Linked DNA regions of Callithrix jacchus: region 2 is linked to region 1. Evidence: chromatin contacts called from public Hi-C data. All regions are on one chromosome and are shown on one strand. The core of a region is the stretch at or near the end of the contact, and the rest is flanking DNA. Distances in the headings are between cores, read along the strand shown.

Region 1 (3,274 bases), core at 738-3,237:
TGCCCTGCTGAGGGGCCCACCGGTGGGGTTCAGGGAGCCAGGCCTAGGTCAGCCCTTTTCAGCTCTGCAGACTGTAGCCACTGTTGGCCATCCCAGCATGGGGCTGCATTCTTGGGCTTATAAGGCAATCCCCCTACTACAGGGAGGAGCCAGCTTCCAGCTCCACCCCCACCAGGGCAGGCTCTTGGGAACCAAAGTTAAGCCCCTAGAGCTGAGCCCTGTCCTACACTTCTGCTTGGGGTCAAAGGCCACCACATCCTGAATGAGAACGGTGGATGCAGGTCCTTACATAGGCTGGGGAGGGACCCGTTCTCTTACCCACAAAAAAATGCACCCCATCCTGTGCCTCAGTTCCAATCCCTGCTTTACCATGGACTCAATGATTGAGCCCCTCCACCTCTCCATGATTTCCTCCTCTCATCTAGAAAAACAGGATGACTGCTATTCTCTGGGTGGCAGTGAGTTTGAAGTGAAATCCTATAGTCAGAGTGCCCTACCTGTGGCCTGGCTCCCCTCTCAAGTTTAGATACCTCCTGGAGATGTCAGGCTCCCATCCTGCACAATGAGCCTCCCTCCAGCCCTCTGAGGTGGCCACAGGAGTTTGGGAGAACAGCTTCAGGTACAGAGCAGGACTGGGGAAGCTGGACTGCTTCTCTCCCAGTGTCCACGTCATTGGGAGTCCTTGTGGCCGGCAGGTACCACCACATCTCTGGACCTGAACATCTCCTGGCCTGCTGGCCCCTAACTATCTCCTGTTAGGACTCCCCCCATCACCCTCTGGAAACCTGAGCACCCAAAGACTGCTGGGGGAGCCCCTCCCCAAACCTAGGCTCACCCGGGAAATGGAGAGGGGCATATTGAAGTCCTTGCCCCCTTGCAGCCGGAAGCCCCAAGGTGCTGGTCCCTCCAGCACTACCTTGAAGGAATCCATGATGCCGGCTTCTGAGAGGAAAGAAGAGAAGGTGTTACCAGCATGGTGGGTGCGCAGGCAGGACGGCCCAGCTCAGGATACCAGCCCTGGACAGGGGCCAGGCAGGCACGGGCAGCGGTGAGCACACCCAAGGTATAGTAGGCAGGTATTTTGTCAGGCTGGGCTGTGCTGCTGGCTGGCGTACCTCAATTTGGAAAGAGGAGCAGCCTCTGTCCCCTAGGGACTGGAACGGTGAGTGATGCCTAAATACAGGCTCGAGGTTCTTTTCAACCAGGGGTGGGCCAAGGGACTAAACTGGTGTGGCCTCCCCCCAAGGCAGCCAGCCTGGAGCCTCGGGTGGCCGGGTGAGTCAGGGGCCGGCTCTCCTCTCCCCCGCCCCCAGGTCCCGGCAGGCAGGCCGCGACTGGAGCCTGCTCGGACTATATAAGGCATGTAAGCTGACACTGTGCGAAGAGCCAGCGGAGGGAGCACACGGGGGCTTGGGACGCGAGGGGGAGGGGAGGGAGGCGGCTGGAGCGGATCCTAGCCATTCCGGGACCAGTGGAGGCTGCTGGGAGCCAGGGCGGGACCCCTGGGTGCTGAAGAAGGGGGAAGGCGAGAGTGGGGTGTGGCCCCTGTGGAAACAGGTTGGGGCCAGGACCCTAAACCACAGCTTGGAGGGGAATCCTTCCCGGAGCCCAGTGGAGGTGGTGCCTCCCACACAGAAGTGCTCCCACACCGAAGTGACTCAGTTTCCCCCTAGTCCCCCGCCCGAGCCCCATGCATTGGACTGGCCCCGGCCGCAGGAAGCAGCGCAGGCGCCAATCGGCTCCGCCGCAGCCGGCTTCGCGGCAGGAAGGCGGGGGCGGGGGCGGAGGCAGGGGGCAGAGCCCGCGGGAGGAAGCACAACCTGGATCACGACCCCCAGAGCCCTTGTCCTCAGCACGCCCCGGGCGCCCGCCTGGTCCAGCCCAAGACGTCCCGCGCGGTCATCGATACCTGCTTGGCCCCGCCGGGGCGCTGCTCGCTGTCAGGCTCCAGGGAGCCGCGTTGAGATCCGCCGCCAGCGATCTGACCCCGCCCCCGCAGCCGCCCTCCGTTTTGAGGGCGCGGGAGGGGGCGGGGAAGCAGATCACGCCCTCACATGGCCACGCCCACCAGCCGTCCTCCGCTGGTAGAAAGTCCCACCCAGATCTTCAGCCCCGCCCAATCACGAAGTCCCCTCGGGCTTCGGGCTGCGAGGCCTCGCCGACCCGGTCCGGGCAGTGGGGCGGAGCCGCGGCGGGCGGGGCGGAGCCGGGGCGGGAGGGGCGGGGTTGCGGGTCACTTCTTTAGGAAGGCGCTGCCTCGCCCAGTCCCTCGCACCACCCGCTGGCGGAGGGAAAGGAAAACGGCCCTTCCTACCGGACGGACCTGGGACCTTGTCTCTAAACTTTCGTTTCCTACTCAGAAAAATGGGGCGATCACACTCGCTTCGCAGGGCCGCCACGAGGGTCGGTATCCTAGCACAACCGTCGGGGGCTCAGAATTTCTAAATCAGGGGCTGGAGGAGACAAGTCGAGGTGGGAAAGTTGAGGCCTACAGGGGCGTTTAAAGCTAGATTTGCGCAACGCTGTACCGAAGGCAGGAAAACAGGGCCGGAGCGGACGCCAGTGGCCCCTGGCCTGTGGGCCCTGCCCTCGCTCGCAGCCCCGCAGCCCTGACCCGGCCCGCGCCCCGTCGGAAGCGCCGCGTCCCCCTCCACCCCGGCCAGAATGGGCTGCGCCTCGGGGAGGGCGTCCTTAGAGTCCCGGCCCCGCGATCAGCCGGGCACTATGGCCGGCGGCGCAGACACTGAGTGCAAGTGGGTTTCGGGGTGAGGGAAGGGGCATCCACCTTCCACTCGCTTGGTGGTCCCGGTCCGTCAGCTCCTCCTAGGACATGGTCGCTGCAGTTCTCCCCTCTCCATCCACTGTCATCACACCCGCCCTCTTCTGCACAAACCGCCGTGAGAGTTCTCATTGTTAAAGACCTTCTCTTGACCCCGGATTCCTCTCCAGCTACTACCCTTTAATTCTCTTGAGAGTAAAATTCCTCCAGGGAGTTGTCTGTTTATCGCGTCTCCACTTGCTTTCCTTCGGTTATCTCTTGAAGCCATGCCAGTCAGACTTTTGTGAGCACCAGTCCCCTGAGATCTCTCTTCTCAAGGTCCCCAGTGGCGTGGAGGCCATCGGGCCATGGAATCCATGGTAGTTCAGTTTCATCCTGCCCTGCCTAGGGGCAGCACTGGTCCAGGTTGATCCTATTCCCGGAAACACCCTTTTCCCCTGGCTTCACAGCTTTTCCCTGCCCCACTGGCCTCTCCTTCCCATCCTCCTCCAGGGT
Region 2 (3,174 bases), core at 327-2,826, 210 kb before region 1:
ATTAGATAAGCAGACAAAAGGGAGGACTAGCAGTTCAGGGAGTCTCCTGGACCCCACAGTTCAAGGAAGCTAGGAAGCCCTTCTAGAGTACCTTGCCCTAGCAGCCAAGGCAGTCCCTATTTTCTGTGATCCACCCAGACAGCCACACACCCCCACCCCCCAAAGGGTGAGGAACAGCTACTGTCTGCATAATCCTGGACGTCATGGAAGTCCACACGTCGACGCCTCCGGTCTTCTTCCAGCAGGTCACTCTTGGTGCCACATAGGTAGATTTGGCAGCCCTGACACACAAGACAAGCGTCACCTCCAAAGACCAACAGAACCCTAGCCCTTGGTCTTCTGGTGAAGTCTATTCACCTACCTCCTCTAGACTGCGCAGTTCCTTCACCCAGAACTTTGCTCGCTCAAAGCTGCTGCTGTCTGTGAGGTCTTGGTGTGGGGCATGCAGGAGACACAACCAAGTGATCAGGGGCTGTTCTCTGGTTAGCCTGGCACCCACTTCTTCTTGTGGGCCAGCCCAGAACTCCCCCTTACCATAGCAGACGATGGCAGCCTTGGCACCCCGATAGTAGATTCTACTCATAGCCTCATAGCGCTCAGAGCCTGCTGTGTCCTAAAGAGGAGGGACAGGCTCAGCCCTGGTCTGAGTCAAACTTAAGGCCATGTTCTCCAGACCCCACTATTTTCCAGATAAGGAAACGGGTCAATGAGAAACGAGTCTGTGAGGCCACAAATCAATCAGTAATAGGCAGGACCTAAGCCTCCTCAAGAATGAGACTCCCTAGAATAGATGCCCAGGGAACTTACCCAAATACCTAATGTCACAGTCCGGTCTCCGACCGACATCACCTTAGCCACGAAGGCGGCCCCGATGGTCTGCAACGAGAGGGAAGAGATTGGGGCCATAGGTGCAGATTACGCCCCCGCCCACCGTGCCTGGCCCCTCTGGGTGCACTCACGTTCTGATAGGGCCCCACCAGAAAGCGATCGTGCACGTAGCGCTCCACCAGGCTCGTCTTGCCCACGTACTCCTTGCCCAGCATCACCACCTTGACGTCTACGCGCTGCCCGCTCATGCTCCCGGGGCCGCTTCAGCCACGTCAGGGTCCTGAGCGGGGACGGGGGCGAACCCGGATCTCCGCTCGGCCCAGGCAGCGCCCAGGCCTCAGACCCCAACCCCAAACGGCGCCAACCAACGATTCGAGACAGCGCGATGGGGTCGAGCTCTGGCCGTGGCCTTGCACTTTCGGCAGCTCCCAGTGTGCCCCCGCTGTTCCGCCCCGGGCGCCGAATATCCTTCGAAGACCCCAAGCCCCGGGGCGGCCTGGGAGCGTGCGGGACAGCGTCCTCAACAGCGCAGCACGCCGCCGTGCAGCTCGCTACTCCGTCATTCGCTCGCCTGCGGGCTTAGACTCAGTTCCGGCTCGAGTACCAATCGAACCTAGGGTCTCCGGCAACCCGGCTTCTACCCGCAGCGCCGCGACTCCCGCGGGAGGGGGCGAGAGGGAGAGGGGGCGGGGCCGCAACGTCACGTGGCGCGAGCGCCGGAAGCGGTGGCTACCGTGTGGCTGCGCCGGAAGTGGCGCGCAGCCGGACAACTCATGGCGGTGGCGGCGGCGGCGGCAGCTGCTAGGGCGCGGTGCGGTGGTGACTGAGCCCCGAGCCTGGCGGAGGGTGTGCGCCGAGCCCCGGCCCGGCCCGGCCCCCGCGTGCCTCCCAGGCTCCGCACCCCTGATGCTGCGTGGGTGCTGAGCCCGCTCCGGCCGGGACGATGGTGAAGTATTTCCTGGGCCAGAGCTTGCTCCGGAGTTCCTGGGACCAAGTGTTCGCCGCCTTCTGGCAGCGGTACCCGAATCCCTATAGGTACGTGGTGTTTGGGAGAGCAAAACCCCACCATCTCGCTATTTGGAGATCAAAGTATGGATAATCCCCGAGTAATGGGACCAGAAAGAAGTTGACATCTAATCCTACGTAGACCTTATCGGGGAAGCGGCCAGGCCAGGCCTGCAAGGTCCTGAAGGGAGGTTGGGCCTGGGTGGTGGTTTACTTGATATCTTAATATAAGGTTCTTTTCTCAGGGTCGTGAGACAAGAAGGGGCGGCAGTAGGGGAGTTGGGAGGGATCTTGGGGTCGGAAATCCTATCCTCTGCTCGTGGCACTTTCCTGAGGTGCAGTAAATCATGAGGTCTATTGCTGCTGGAAGGCCCAGGAATCCAGGTCAGCCAGATGGCGGGAGTTGGAATTTGCCCTGGGATGGGCTCTTAACTCTGGTGTGAACCATAACACATACAACTCTGCAAGGTTACAGGAAGGCCTCTCTGGGCTTGGAGATTCCAAACGGGAATCCCCTCGGGCAGTCTCGGGGCAGGCTCCTGAGTGCCACCTTCACTGACTCCTGCAGCAAACATGTCTTGACGGAAGACATAGTACACCGGGAGGTGACCCCTGACCAGAAACTGCTGTCCCGGCGACTCCTGACCAAGACCAACAGGATGCCTCGCTGGGCCGAGCGACTGTTTCCTGCCAATGTTGCTCACTCGGTGTACATCCTGGAGGACTCTATTGTGGACCCACAGAATCAGACCATGACCACCTTCACCTGGAACATCAACCACGCCCGGCTGATGGTGAGACACCTCCTGCTGTGATCCTGCCTCCCCCACCCCCAAATAGAGCTCTTCAGATACGTGTGTCTAGAGAGCCATGAGGGAGCTTTTGTGGTCTGAGGCAGGTCTGGGTTACTGAGGAGTGACAGCTGTAGAGTATGACCTCACATTTTCTTCTTTTCAGCTGGTCAGCCTCTCTGGACCTGTCTGACGCATTCATACAGTAGGGGAGAGGTACCTCTCTTACTGAGTTGTCCTAAATTCTAAATGCAAAGCACTCCCATCAGGTATATGGCACAGAAGTGATGCTGAGTGGGAGAGGCAGTGGTTTTCTTTTTTGTTTTGTTGTGTTTTCTGGTGATAGAGTCTCACCCTGTCACCCAGGCTGGAGTGCAGTGGCACAGTCTCACTGCCACCACCACCTCCTGGGTTCAAGCAATTCTTGTGCCTTAGCCTCCTGAGGAGCTGGGTTTACAGACATGCACCACCACGCCTGGCTAATTTTTGTATTTTTAGTACAGACTGGGTTTTGCCATGTTGGCCAGGCTGGTTCTGAACTCCTGGCCTC

The links. A called contact is a pair of places that touch in the nucleus more often than the background predicts.
Region 2: a contact with region 1 is called in a Hi-C map of skeletal muscle, with 2.3 times the contacts expected there. The contact joins the promoter of PRELID1 here to the promoter of PDLIM7 in region 1. A contact is called at or near these places in 2 of 3 Hi-C or Micro-C datasets (both in skeletal muscle).

What each region holds. Positions count from the first base shown.
Region 1 is chr2:68,639,824-68,643,097 of calJac240_pri, reverse strand. It overlaps PDLIM7 (PDZ and LIM domain 7), which reads right to left and starts at 1,987. Exons shown (of 12, transcript XM_078364629.1): 1 at 1,910-1,987; 2 at 836-942.
Region 2 is chr2:68,847,092-68,850,265 of calJac240_pri, reverse strand. It overlaps PRELID1 (PRELI domain containing 1), which reads left to right and starts at 1,576. Exons shown (of 5, transcript XM_002744499.5): 1 at 1,576-1,863; 2 at 2,402-2,627. The coding sequence starts at 1,772. RAB24 (RAB24, member RAS oncogene family) reads right to left here and starts at 1,500. Exons shown (of 8, transcript XM_008990232.3): 1 at 960-1,500; 2 at 808-876; 3 at 535-613; 4 at 362-429; 5 at 182-281. The coding sequence starts at 1,076.